2 separate regions of the Manis pentadactyla genome follow, and region 1 is linked to region 2. The links are chromatin contacts, called in public Hi-C maps. All regions are on one chromosome and are shown on one strand. Each heading gives the region's core, a stretch centred on a gene start, on an enhancer-like site or on the middle of the called end of the contact. The rest is flanking DNA. Distances are from core to core; before and after follow the strand shown.

What was found. A called contact is a pair of places that touch in the nucleus more often than the background predicts.
Region 1: a contact with region 2 is called in a Hi-C map of skin fibroblasts, with 3 times the contacts expected there. The contact joins the promoter of CNTFR here to the promoter of NUDT2 in region 2. A contact is called at or near these places in 2 of 3 Hi-C or Micro-C datasets (fibroblasts and skin fibroblasts).

Annotation. Positions count from the first base shown.
Region 1 is chr3:185,003,662-185,009,828 of mManPen7.hap1, reverse strand. CNTFR (ciliary neurotrophic factor receptor) reads left to right here and starts at 4,539. Exons shown (of 9, transcript XM_057498781.1): 1 at 4,539-4,559.
Region 2 is chr3:184,800,875-184,807,458 of mManPen7.hap1, reverse strand. NUDT2 (nudix hydrolase 2) reads right to left here and starts at 1,654. Exons shown (of 3, transcript XM_036898018.2): 1 at 1,549-1,654. The coding sequence starts at 1,612. It overlaps KIF24 (kinesin family member 24), which reads left to right and starts at 1,699. Exons shown (of 14, transcript XM_036898003.2): 1 at 1,699-1,965.

The sequences.
Region 1 (6,167 bases), core at 3,290-5,789, 200 kb before region 2:
AGTAAACAGTGAAGTGCACAAACCTTAAGGGCACAGCTCACATTTTGACATAATGTATGTACACTCTTGACCTCCTCTGCCTGACAAAGGTAACCACTATTTCAATTTCCATCATCCTAAATGAGTTTTGCCTGTTCTTGAACTTTGTATAAATAAAATCATTTAATATGTACTATTTTGTGTCTGTGGTTTTTTTTGTTTTTTTTGCTTTGCTCAACATTTTTTTCCTGTGAGCTTTATCCATTTTTGTTGCATGTAGCTATAGTTAGTTCTTTTCTATTGTTGTAACTATATTACAAGCTATCAGCCATTTGGATTGTTTCCAGTTTCAGGCTATTATGAATAAAACTGCTATGAACATTTTTGGTGAACATATACAATAATTTCTTTTGGGTATATATCTAGGAGTGGAATTGCTGAGTCTTGGGTATATACACATTCAGCACAGTAGATCCTGCCAAACAGTTTCCAAGTGGTTGTATCAACTTAGACACGTACCTGGAGGTACATGGAGTTCTAGTTATTCCACATTCTTGAGAGGGCAGGGATGTTTGTCTATTTGGTTCACTGCTGTATCCCATCACTTAGACCAATGTTTGGCACATAGTAGGTGCTCAACGCATATTTATTGACTGACTGCCCTATGAATAAGGGAGCCATCAGCATTCCTGGGGTCCTGCTCTGGCCCTGGCAACTTGCTGTGTGACTCTGAGCAACTGACTCCCCCTCTCTGAGCTGTTTCCTTGTCTGTAGCATAAGGAGACTGACTAGGAGTTTTGCCTTCCAGTGCCAACTGGGTACTATGAAAGCTGAACACCTGTTCATTCATTCACTCCACTTTTATTGACTAAGATCCTACTATGTACCAGGATGATGATCTGTAACATGTCACTGATAGCTTCTTTCAGGTCAGTCAAGACCAGGGGTCAACTGCCCATCTTGTCACCAACTCATACTCCTGGAGCCCGCTCTTCCCTCTGTTCAGCCCTGACCCCAAGGGGAGGGGGTCTGGACTGAGCCTGCAGATGGAAAATGTGATTAATAATCAAAAAAACACCCAAGAGGAAGAGACCAGGAAAACAACTTGGGGAAGGCTCTTCGCCCAGAGGAGGGGGGCCATGTCCTGGGCCTCGGGACAGTGCCGGCTGCCCTCCAGCCGCCCTTTCTGGGAAGCTGCCACAGGAGTGGATAATTTTAGCCAAAAGTGAAAAAAAGTCACCCTAATTATTTATGAAAAAAGATGCCCCCCAATGTAAATTATGCTTCCCCTGCAGGCTACCCCCTACTCAGTTTCTCCCCTCCTAGTAGTCCCCCTGCTTGGTCAGGCTGGGGGGCCCTGGAGACACTGGACTGGGGGCAGAGAAGGAATTTCAACATGAAATGTTTTGTTCATTAACAGAGAACATAGGGGGAAATTCCCTTTCTGCCTGGGCCTGGGCAGCCCAGGCAGATACTCAAAAGCTAATGTGAAAAATCAAGTCTGGGCTGCAGAGTGGGGAGGGGGTTATGTTAGGGGTGCGGGACAGAAACCTCCTCTTAGACTCCTGATTTTCAGGGGTTTCCTGAGCCTTAATCTTTCCTCCTTTTAGGGATTTCATTCCCAATGTTTCAGGTTGCCCTCAAACTTCCTTTTTAGCAAAGCAGGAATAATTGGAGTAAGACTGTAATTAGAACTTCCAACTAAAGTGTAAGGAAGGATATCAAAAGGGGAGAGGCCTTGGGCCTATCCAAGTAATTTAGAATTCTGATAGAGTATGTTGGAAAAGGTAGGCAGGAAATCTGAGGGGGACTTGGAGCAAAAGTGAAAGCACCTCTTTCAATCAGAGTGGCTTTAGAGAGCCCTGGTGAGGCGGGAAGAGAAGGTAGCTCCACAGAGTTGGGGACAATGCCAGGCTGAATGCCCTCATTATGACTTCAGCCCTCTCCCATTCTCTACCTTTAGGGAATCTTTGCCCTTTCTGGTGCCAGAGGTTGGACAGGTCAGGGCATACTTAGGCAGAGGTCCAGCTGACAGGATTCCAGAAGGGGGTCTGCAGGATGGGGGTGTTGTGAGTGGGCCCTGAAAGTTGTCCCAGGATTGGGGTGAGTTGTCCGGCAGGGTGTGGGTGCTGAGCTGGACCCTGAGTGTGGGGGGCGCTGTGGGCCACGCCCCCCCCCCCCAGCTCTGCCTGGGGCTGTGTCAGATCGGGTTTCTCGGCGCCTGGAGCCTCTGCAAGGCCGAGCTGTTCCCGGGCCCCAGCCAAGCCGCCCCGGGCGCTGGCACTGCGTGAGGAAGCACTGGGGTGGGGGGGGAGCGAGGGGGGACTGTTAGAGTGTTTACGTAACTGCCTCCCGGAGCCCGCCCCGACCCGCCAAACCCCAGCGTGGGGCTTCGTGTGATTGAGAGCGTGTGTAACTGCATGTGTGCCTGTGACTGAATATATGGCTGTGTGTGCGACTGTGTCTATGCACAACATACAGACACAACGTTGTGCAAGTATGTGATTCGGGGAGTCCCGCCAGTCTGGTTCCCAGCTCTCGACTCCCAGTGCGAAGTTTGACTCTGAGACTGTGTGTGACTTTACATGATGGGTGTGTTTGGCATTTGTAGGTAAGGCAGAGAGCCTGCATATGAGCATTCATAACTTTGGGTAGCCAGGCATGTGTCCCTTAGTGGAACTTTCTGGTGGTATAGCAGGTTAGAGATGAGCACTATTTCCCCAGAGAGCACCAAAAAAGACCACAGGAGGTGATGGGGGGTGGGGTTCTCCTTCCTTGAGGACACATCAGCAGGAATGGGGAAGGATCCATGATACCCAAAGGCTTGGGATGGCACAGTTGACTTCTGGGGGTGAGGGGTAAGATGTGGTTCAAGTTTAGGTCACGTGCCAGGGTGGAGCCAAAAGTCCTGCCACAGAGCCCTCTTTCATGGTGGCTGTAAAATCCCAGGGCCTCAAAATCAAGAACTTCCCCTAATTTCCTAAGGCCTTCTAGGATTATCAAATCTGGGATCCCCATCACTTGCAGGGCACTAAAGCTCTGAACTAGGGGAGTTATTTCCGGCTGTTCCTCAAGGGAGAGGCAGATAGTAAGATGGATGAAGATGGGGTGGGGCTGGGGGAAGGATGTCCTTGGAGTGGGGTTTGGATTAAGGATAAGTGTGCTGAGACAGTGAAGGGGGCTGATGTGGAGTTGGGGAGGCCGGGGATAAGGGCGCCCAGTAAAGCTGAAGAGGAGACAGGGCCACATCTTGCAAGGACTTTGGAACCCTGCCTAAGAAGCCTGGCTTTGCCCCCACGGCAGTGGGGTCCAGGTTGGTTGAACACGGAGGCTTAGGAAGCTCAGAAGCTCATGTGCAGAGTATTGGAGGCAGCTGGAACGGAAACCCACGAATAATCTGTTGCCCCAGCTCAGATGGAAGGAGAATAGGTTCTGGGCCAGGCGGTGGAGGCGGGAGAGAAAGGGGCCGTACCCTAATTGTTCTGTAGATGGGCGCTGCTTCTGAGCGGGAGCCGCAGCCTGAGTCGTGCGCCACACGCGTCCCTTACCGCCCGCCAGATGTCGCTGCGGCCCTGGGGAAGAGGCTGTTGGGTACTGCGCCGGGAAGAGCTGCGAACCGACAGCTGCCAGGATCCGATCCGACGTGCGCCTTTAGTCCTCGCGCGTCCTCTGACACGCTGATACGTCGGTCTCCCAGGCCAGGGTTGCCCCGTGCGGACCTTGCCTCGGCACCCGCGGACTTCGGTACTTGCTGAAACGGCAGCCCCCACTTACCCAGGAGGAGAAGGGATGGTGGACCGGGGCATAACTCCCACTGCTGTCTCAATCTGGCAGAAAGAGGATGAGTCCGGGACACCGAAGGATCCGGAGGTCTAGACCCACCGATCTCAATACCGGTCGGTCATTCGACAGGAGGAGCGGCCCCCTGAGCACTCAACTTCTCCGAGGCCTAGTTTTGGTGCATGAGGTGGGGGCAATTCCTGACCCCCGACCCCCGCCTCAGCTCTGTCCCGGTGTCCACCACCTCGTCCCCGACTGCGGCCCGGAGAGGCCAGATAGGGGTTACCTGTGGGTGGGAATGGGCTGGATCTCAGCTGGGGACCACTATGTCTCTGTGTGTCCTTAAGCTCCAGCCCGCCCTCTCTGAGCTTCAGCCCCGGCTGACCCCTGCCGGTTGCACTAGGGGGATTCGGCGGCCAAGGAAGTGAAAGTGAAAAGTCTGGGCAGTGGCGGGAAGGTTTTTCTCTGCAATGGGAGTCCCTGAGGCATTTGTTGGGAAAGGGCCCGGGCGCTTTGGGCAGCGTTTTGGGGAAGGGTGTGAGGAAACAGCAAGATATTTCCTCCACTTCTCCCACCCCCACCCCCAGCCCTGGAGCAGCTCTCCGGAAGGGCAGGGAGCAGGGATTATGGGTCAAAGGTCAGATGAAAAATCCGTGGGGTGGAGATGGGGGTGCGCCACTCCTTCTCTGCCTCTGGCATTCACCCTTTCTGTTGCGCTCTTGCGTGGCCTCAACACAGAAGTTGGTCGGGTAGTCTAATCCCCATATTGTAGCCAGACCAGAAGTCCGGGGGTGAATGAAGTAAGTACATCGGCCCCCTCAGAGGCCCAGGCTGCGAAAGAAAAGCTCGAGGGGTCAATTTCCAGCGCCAAACTCGCGCGTGCCCCGCGCTCTGGAACTGCCGGTCCAGGCTTAGAGGGCGCACCCTCCCCTACCCACTTCATCAGAGTAGAGGTTTCTCCCCAGGCCATGTGTCCCCGCGGGGTGGGATGTGAGGAAGGAGAAGGTAGTTGTGGTGGTGTCACTGGAGACTTGGGAGGAGGCCAGAGCCTGGACTCCCAGCCTGTTCCATTTCGGATTATGGGAGCGCAGAGCCCATTCCCTCAGAGCGAGGGGTGTATGCGTATATAGTCCAGGGTTGACTGGAAGGGCGGGGGTGTGTCACTGCTAGGGGGCGGTGGGAATAGAGGAGGGGTGGAGACAGCTGGCCTCTGCCCAAAGTGGGGACTGGGGGATCCGGCTTGCGCTCCTCTCATGGAGATGCAGGCGGGAGGACCCGAGAGTTGGCCCGGGGTGTGCCAGGGTGTCGGTACGACTTAGTCGGGGCCTGAACGTGCGGGAGTGTGCGCAGCAGAGACCTGGACAAGGCTGGGTGAGAGAGCGAGTGTGAGTGAGCGACCCTGGGGGAGGAGTGTGCGCGCCCAGCGGCCCTTAGGGGAACCAGCGGAATGGGTGTGGGTATGTGTGCGCGCGCGTTTTTGAGACCCGCGGTCGGGCCTGCGCGTGAAGCGCGGGGACACTGCCGTCTGGAGGGCGTTCCCTAGAAAGGGTGAATGTGAGGGGGGCCACGCGTGCTAGTGCTGGCGAGTGTGCCCGCGGGAGGAAGGGTGCGTGCCAGCGCGAAGCGAATGGGAGTGGGGGCTCACAGGCCTGTGCAGGGTGAGTGTGCCCGTGCTTGCGGGCCGCGCGTGTCAGGCGCGGGAACGTGCCAAGGCGGGGGCGCGCGGGGGCTGTGGCTGGGAGGGGGTCGTGGCGCGCGGCCGCGGAGGCGCGGGGAGACAAGGCATGGGGGGAGGGGAGCGAGGGCGCGCGCGGCCGAGCGGGCGCCCGCGGTCACATGGGCGAGGGAAAGAGGGAGGGAGCGCGCGAGGGAGGGAGGAGGATGGGGGGGTTAAAGCTGCCGGGCGCGGAGGAGCCGGTGCAGAGCGGGCGGCGGCGGCGGCGGCGGCAGAGGAGGAGGCGGCGGCTCTAGCCGGCGCGGCGCTGGGCTCGGCGACGGGATCCGGCGGCAGTGCTAGTTCCGCGCTCCCTGCCTCGCTCTGTGCGGAGGGCGGTCGAAGGGCGAGGCGCGGAGTCCCGGCGGCTCGAGAGCACGGTAAGTACCCCGCGGTGGACCGCGCGCAGCCGGACCCTCAGACCCTCCGGCTGACCGACAGACCCGCAGCCCTAGTGCGCTCGGGAAGAAGGAGGAGACATGGGTCCGGGGTGGGGGACGGGAAAGTTCCCGGGAAACTTTGCCTGCACACTCAGGGGCGGGGGCGCAGAAGCAGCGGCCCCGACGTCCAGGCGCGCCGCGGGTTGGGCGTGGTGGTGGTGGGGGGCTGACAGTCGGCTGGGGGAGGTGGCCGGGCGGATTGTCCTAGCGTCCCTGTTCTCCCTCACCCCTCAGCAGCGCGCGCGGGGTCTGGG
Region 2 (6,584 bases), core at 405-2,904:
GAGTAGGGAGTAGGAGTAAACTAATGATTTCCATTTGGGACAAGCTGAATTTGAAGTGCTACAGACTAACCACAAGGTAAATGGATAGCAGTGATCATGTCATGTCTTCATTTCCCAAGGTAGACATTTCCTACTAGAGAAAGACTTTGCTCCTACTGTAGGTACCTCTGCAGCTCACCTCTCTCCTTTTGAGTAAAGTCTGACTGCATCTGGTATTCCAAGCATTTTCATCTCCTTTCAGTCAGAAATAGCATGGCACAACACAGGAAAACATGACTGGTGCTGCAATGAGAAACACCTACCTCCCTAATTCAACAGCTGGAGCAAAATACTTAACTTCTCAAAGCCTCATTTTCCTCACGTGTACTTGTCATAGTTGTAGAGTTTAAAGAATGCATACATAGGGCCTGACAAATCAGAAGTACTGAATGAGTCACTCTTATCCGTGAATCATAAAAGGTCATCAGAAACCTCTATGTTGTGTTAATGACTTGCTCTTAGCTTTCGATAGTTGAATCAAGAACTGGCTTTTCATATTTTCTGCAAAATTGCCAGTGAATGCACTTTTTCAACACACCATGTATACTCTTTATATATAAGGTCCCACTAGATAAAGTCCTTTTCACATAGGTACTGGGAAGAAATTCCACTTTTTTAAAGAACGTTTCCCTTAATTATTAGTTATTTCTTAAACTGACAAGTTTGGGGATTATTATAGGAAGTTTACTGACCTTGTTGGCTAGTATATTTGCTTGTTTCTATTATAAAAATAATAGTCACCATTTTTTGAGCTGTTTCTGCTTGCCAGGTGCTTTATCTTCAATATTTCACTTAACCTACACAACCCCCTGAGTCATTACCGCCATTCTTCCGAAGAGGAAAAATTAAACTATGGCTCAGAGATGTTTCTGGGTAGTGACCCAAAAGGTTTTCCTGACTTCCAATATCATTACTTATAACCTCGGGCACTTCACATTTAGCTATTGGATTGCATTCCGTTAACTTTAAGCACATATATACACATATGTAATTTTTTAAAGAGATATAATACCCAACGCATAGGGCCCAAACCAAAACTAGGCCAGAACAAAAAAGAAGTTATATTTTAAGTTTGGAGCCTCTCGTGTGACTTTACTTCTGCTATAATCGGTACGATATTATCCATTCAATAAATGAAGCAATTAGAAAATACACAATCTCTTTTAGAAAGCAGGCAGGGTTTAAAGGGTAAAGTGAAACTTGAGGCCCAGGGAGGGGGCGGTATGGCGCTCAGACCGCTGGTTCCTAAACCCGGAACTCTGGGATTCCAACGACCCACCCCATCACCATTTGCAGGGGCGCAAACAAGGCTCATAGGGCCATTGAACCCTCCCTTCCTGTGCCTGAGAGGTCCTGTTAGCGGCTGAGGCCTGGCCAGCTTGGAGGAGGGTGCGTCCACTTTTCACACTGCAGCGACGAGAGGTCAGTCAGTTACAGATTTCCATCGCTCCAAGCCGCAGTTTCTCGGCGGAGAACTAAATCCAGCGACCCCTCTTAATTGCAACTCACCTGAGGTTGAGGGAGCGGGCCTTAGAGAGAGACAGAGACAGAGAGAGGAGTGCCTTTCTCTCATTTAGAACTTCGCGATATCTTCTCTTAAGCAGAACGATTGGTTGAAAGACGGAAATTGGGGTGTTACTCACTGTTTCCTCGGATCTCTGATTGGTCCTCTGGAGGAGAAGACGGCTAACATCATCGAGTTTCCTAGGTACCTATTGGTGAATGATGCTGTCCTACTTGCGCGCGGGAACGGCGCGGGCGTTCGAACCTGCGTTTGGCGGCGTTTCCATGGGGATGAGGCCTGGCTGCCTGCTCAAGCTTAGGACTTGATAAGACACCCGCCTGCATTCGGGCTCTCTCCAGTCGTCATCGTCTTCTCCTGTCCTCAGACAGGGTTGACCGACGAGGAATTTGGAAGCCTTAGAGGTGAGAAAGGGCAGGGGAGAACCGGGGCGGGGTAGGCCTGGTAGGGAGCCTTGGCGCCTGCCTCGCCAGAGAGGGTGTTCAGGACACTAGCCGAGCGCGTAAGGAGGCGGGCGGTCGTCAGGGAACCGGCAGTTGGCCTCAGCCGGTTGTGCGAACTCTCACCCACTCTTCTACCCATCATTCCCATATATCAGCCTTTTTCCCAACTATTTTCTCGAACGCCACTTCTCTCAGGAAGCCCTTACTGAGTCTCGACGTCCTCTTGCTTTTGCCCCCATATCTCTGATTGGAACCTTACTTAGACCGTTCTCTTTGGCCTTTCCTCTTCAGTTATTTGTGTACTTCCGTGAACACCATTCCCCTTTCTCTCACGTGTCTGAGGTCTTTGCGGCAAGGCAAGCATCTTTCACACAGAATTTCCTAGAAGTATTTGTTGAGTTTAATTCGTCACAATTAGGTTGGATTTTCGTCTATGCCCTGCCCCGTTTTCCCTCCCATTCAGAGATTATTTTTAACTGGGAGGAGGGGGAGGGCACCCTAATCTTCTATGCAAAAGACCCTGAAAGTCCACGGTTGGCCTTTCTAAATCTTTGTGAAAGGAAAAACTTTTTTGGGTTGCTTGCTATGACTCTTCCCCACATTGTGGCTTTTAGTCTTGGTCTCCTAGTGCTTTGCTAGACGCCCTATAAGTGTTTGCTTAAAACAGATCATTCTGTTGTTCCTGTATGCTGACAGAGTTTATCTCAGTTTTTTAGTGGCCCATAGCTATTGTCACATTTTAAGTGTGCTTTGGAAAATGTTTTAAGACATTTTTTCCTTTGTATTCCACTTATAGTCTCTCTACTTTAGGACATATAACAGCTGCTCCAGTAAGCCTGTCCATTCATCAGGTGTCCATAAGAGAATTGCATTGCCAAGACTGTTGTTAGATTGTTAACTCATAATTCTATATATTCTCTGTCTTGCCAATGGATTTCAGCCCCGGGCAAGTTCGCTATGGATTCAGTGTGACCAAAGAAACCGACAGCAAAACGTTCTTGGGGTGAAAAGGTTTATTACCCGGCTTGTTCTCCGGTGGTAGGTCGAGCACTAGCGTCTCTGCCTCCGCCCAGAGTACTGGGCCGAGCTCTCTATATAGCGCAATAATAGCTTATTGTCTACAGGTGTGGAAGTGGCAGCCCAGCAACAGGCCAGTTACATCATCAGTGGTTTAAGTTCAGTGAGGATTCTGGCCATAGGAACCCCAACTTCCCCACACTCTCAGTCTGCATTGTTGATAATTCTTATGTCAAATTCATACCTCAATGATGACTTTAATAAAAGGATTGACACAGTAAGGTGTAGCAGTTATTTACTTTTACCTTCTTATGAAAGTTTGAACACTACCTTACAGCTGAACTGAAGATTGTGACATGTAATGGACACCAGGCTGGGGATTAAGGTTTGGTTTTGGCTCTGTCTCTAACTCACTCACTGTGGCTGGTTTTGCAAGTCATTTAGCCCTTTTGGACCTCACTTTTTCCATCTGGAAAATCAAAGGGTTCAATTAGGTTAGAATTCCTGTGGCTCTACTATGAGTTTAGTCAAGTAAATTGGTGTCAGGTAGATATCATTCATTCAGCCTTCCAAAGACTATACAGCTGGAAGTAATAGCTACCATTTATTGAGTGTTTGCCCTGTGCAAAACACTAACTACATCAAGGGCTTTATATATAGATATTACATTTTTCTTAGCATAGTACAGTAATGTGCTGCCCACATAGCATTTCATTAAGAACTTTTGTTTTATGTTGTTAATGAAAACCTTTAGCTATTCATAGTATTTCCTTAGGGCAAACTAGGACAGGATCCTCCCATCTTCCAATTTAGGAGGAACAGAAGTTTTTCTTGGCCGCAATGTTGTTGTTTGTAAAGTGAGGGGTTGAACTCTTCTCATATCCCACATAGATTAGTTGATCTAATAATTCAGTTTCCTGTAGTGGCTCAGCATACCTGTTCATAATCTGTGCAGAGTAGATCCTCTACAAATTTTTTGTTAAATGAGTAATAGTGTTTTACTTACTATACTTTAAATGTTGTGGTCATTGTATATTTCCTGAGTTATTCTCTCATGGATTTTGGTGTTCATATACTATTAAACAAGGAGACTTTTCCATAGGCATAAACTAATAATAATTGGTACCAATTGTATTGGAAAAACTCCATTTTCCACCTGTGTCTTTTTCCTGTCTAGGGAAAAACCTTGGTTCTTTTCCCTTCTGTGTGCCTCCTTTATTAGTCACACTGGACACTTCACGTTGTCACCAAACATGGGGTTTTTTCCTCCACCAAGTAATTCTCTGATACCAGTTGGGTGTCCTATAGTTTAACTCTATCTAACACTATCTATCTGAGATAGTGTCAGATTCCATGGGTTAAGGGCTCAGTACCACAAGACTGCTCCTACCCAACTTAAGATGTCAATCACAACTAGTAGGTCCCCAGGTTACCCACAACTTCCGTCCTATTTGGCTACAAATCAAAGGTTCTTATGACCCCTTCCTCAGGTTTGATTAATTTGGTAGAGCAGCTCACAGAACTCAGAAACACTTACGCTTACCAGCTTATTAAAGTCATCATAAAGGATACAGATGAACAGCCAGATGAAGGTACATAGGGCTAGGTCTGGGAGGGTCCAAGTGTAGGAACTTTTGTGCCCCTGCAGTTGGGGTGTGTTGCCCTCTTGGTGTGGATTTGTTCAGCAGCCTAGAAGCTCTCCAAACTTCATGCTTTGGGGATTTTAAGGAGGCATCATCATATTGGCATGACCATTTATTAACTCCACTTCCAGCCCCAATCCCCTCTGGAGAATTAGAATTCTGACTGAAAATTCCAAGCTTCTCCTTATGGTTTGGTTTTTCTGGTGACCATCCTCCATCCAGGAGCCCACCCAGAGGCACCCCATTAGAACAAAAGATACTCGTAGTGTTCTTATCACCTAGGAATTTACAAGGGTTTTAGGAGCCTTGAGTCAGGGATGGGGTGAAAGACCAAATATTAGAAGAAGAGATGCTCCTAGTGCTCCTATCATTTAGGAAATTACAAGGGTTTTAGGAGCTCTATGCCAGGAACCAGGGACAGAGACTATATATATTTTCTATTATCTCACACCATTTTATTGTTGAGTGTTTATGTATCAGATATTTAATTCAGCACTTTATTTACATTATCCTAATTAATCCTCACATAAGCAAACATCTTTCCCAAGTTACTATTACCTTTGACTGTTTAACTCTATAGTAGCTTCCTAAATGATCTCCCTCCTTCTATTTTCCTCACCCCTTACAATCCATGTCTCACAACACTGGCAGATTATGCCCTTTCCCCACTTAAAGTCCTCCATGACTTCTTGTTTCACTGTAAATTAAAATCCAGACACCTTGACATGACCCAGTAGACCCTGCATAACCTGGCCCCTCCCTTTCTGTCTTCATGTGATGTTGCTCTCTCACCTACTGTGCTAGAGCCAGACTGGTCTTGATCATGCCATTCTCACTTCCACGTTAGAGCCAATATGCTTGCCTGGAATGCTCTTCCTCATGATCTTTACATGAATAACTTCTTCATATTACTTCAGATTTCACCTCAAATGTTCTCTTCTGAATGAGGCCTTATCATCCAATGTGAAGTAGCACATATCACTATCTGAAATTATCTCCTCCCACTAGAATAATAGCACCTCAAGGGCTGTGACCTTACCTGTTTTGTTCACTGATATATCCTCAATATCTAGAACAGGGCCTAGCTCCTAAAAGGCCCCCAAAAACTATTTCTTCAATGATGGGATGAAAAATTCTTGTTGGAACTGTGACCCTCTGGTCACAATGTCCATAGCTGTGTCCATAGCAGTTCATTATTACAGTCTTCTGTTTGCTCAGGAGCAACTACAAACTCTGCCAGCTTCCCTGAGCAATCAGATTACCCTGATTTAGTTTCTACTATGACAATAAATGGTATCAAATGCTTTTGTATAGTTTTAAAAATAGTGTAGGGATATTTATTCATTAATAATTGTTGAATGTGTATTATTTTCAAACACTGTCTTAGATACTAGGAATAAAAAGATTAGTAAGATAATAATGAATACATATAATAAGATAATATATTCCTTGACCACAAGATCACATTCCAATGGAGGAAATAAACATACTACTCATAGATAATTGCTACAGAATGCAACTGCAGTGATAGAGATATGCAAAAATGTACAATATGAATACAGAAGAGACCTCCAAACCACATCTGGGGAAATCAGAAAATACCTCATTTGTGTTTTAATCAATGGGTAAGAGGTAGACAGGTAAAGTGAGATTTAGTAAGAGTGGAAGGAGGCTGTTTAAGAGCTTGTGAATAAATGCATAGAGAAAGAAAACAGTCTAAACAGTCGACTAAACTGGAGAACAAGCGGAAGGGGCTAGACTATAGAAGGCTTTATAGGACATGCTAAGGAGTTTGGACTTTGTTCTGTAGATAGGTAACAGGATGCCACTGAAGGTTTTTAGATAAGGGAGCAGCATGGTCAAAACTGGGCTTTGAAAAGAATGATCTGGCTTTCTAGTGGGGAGGATGGCTTAGAGGGG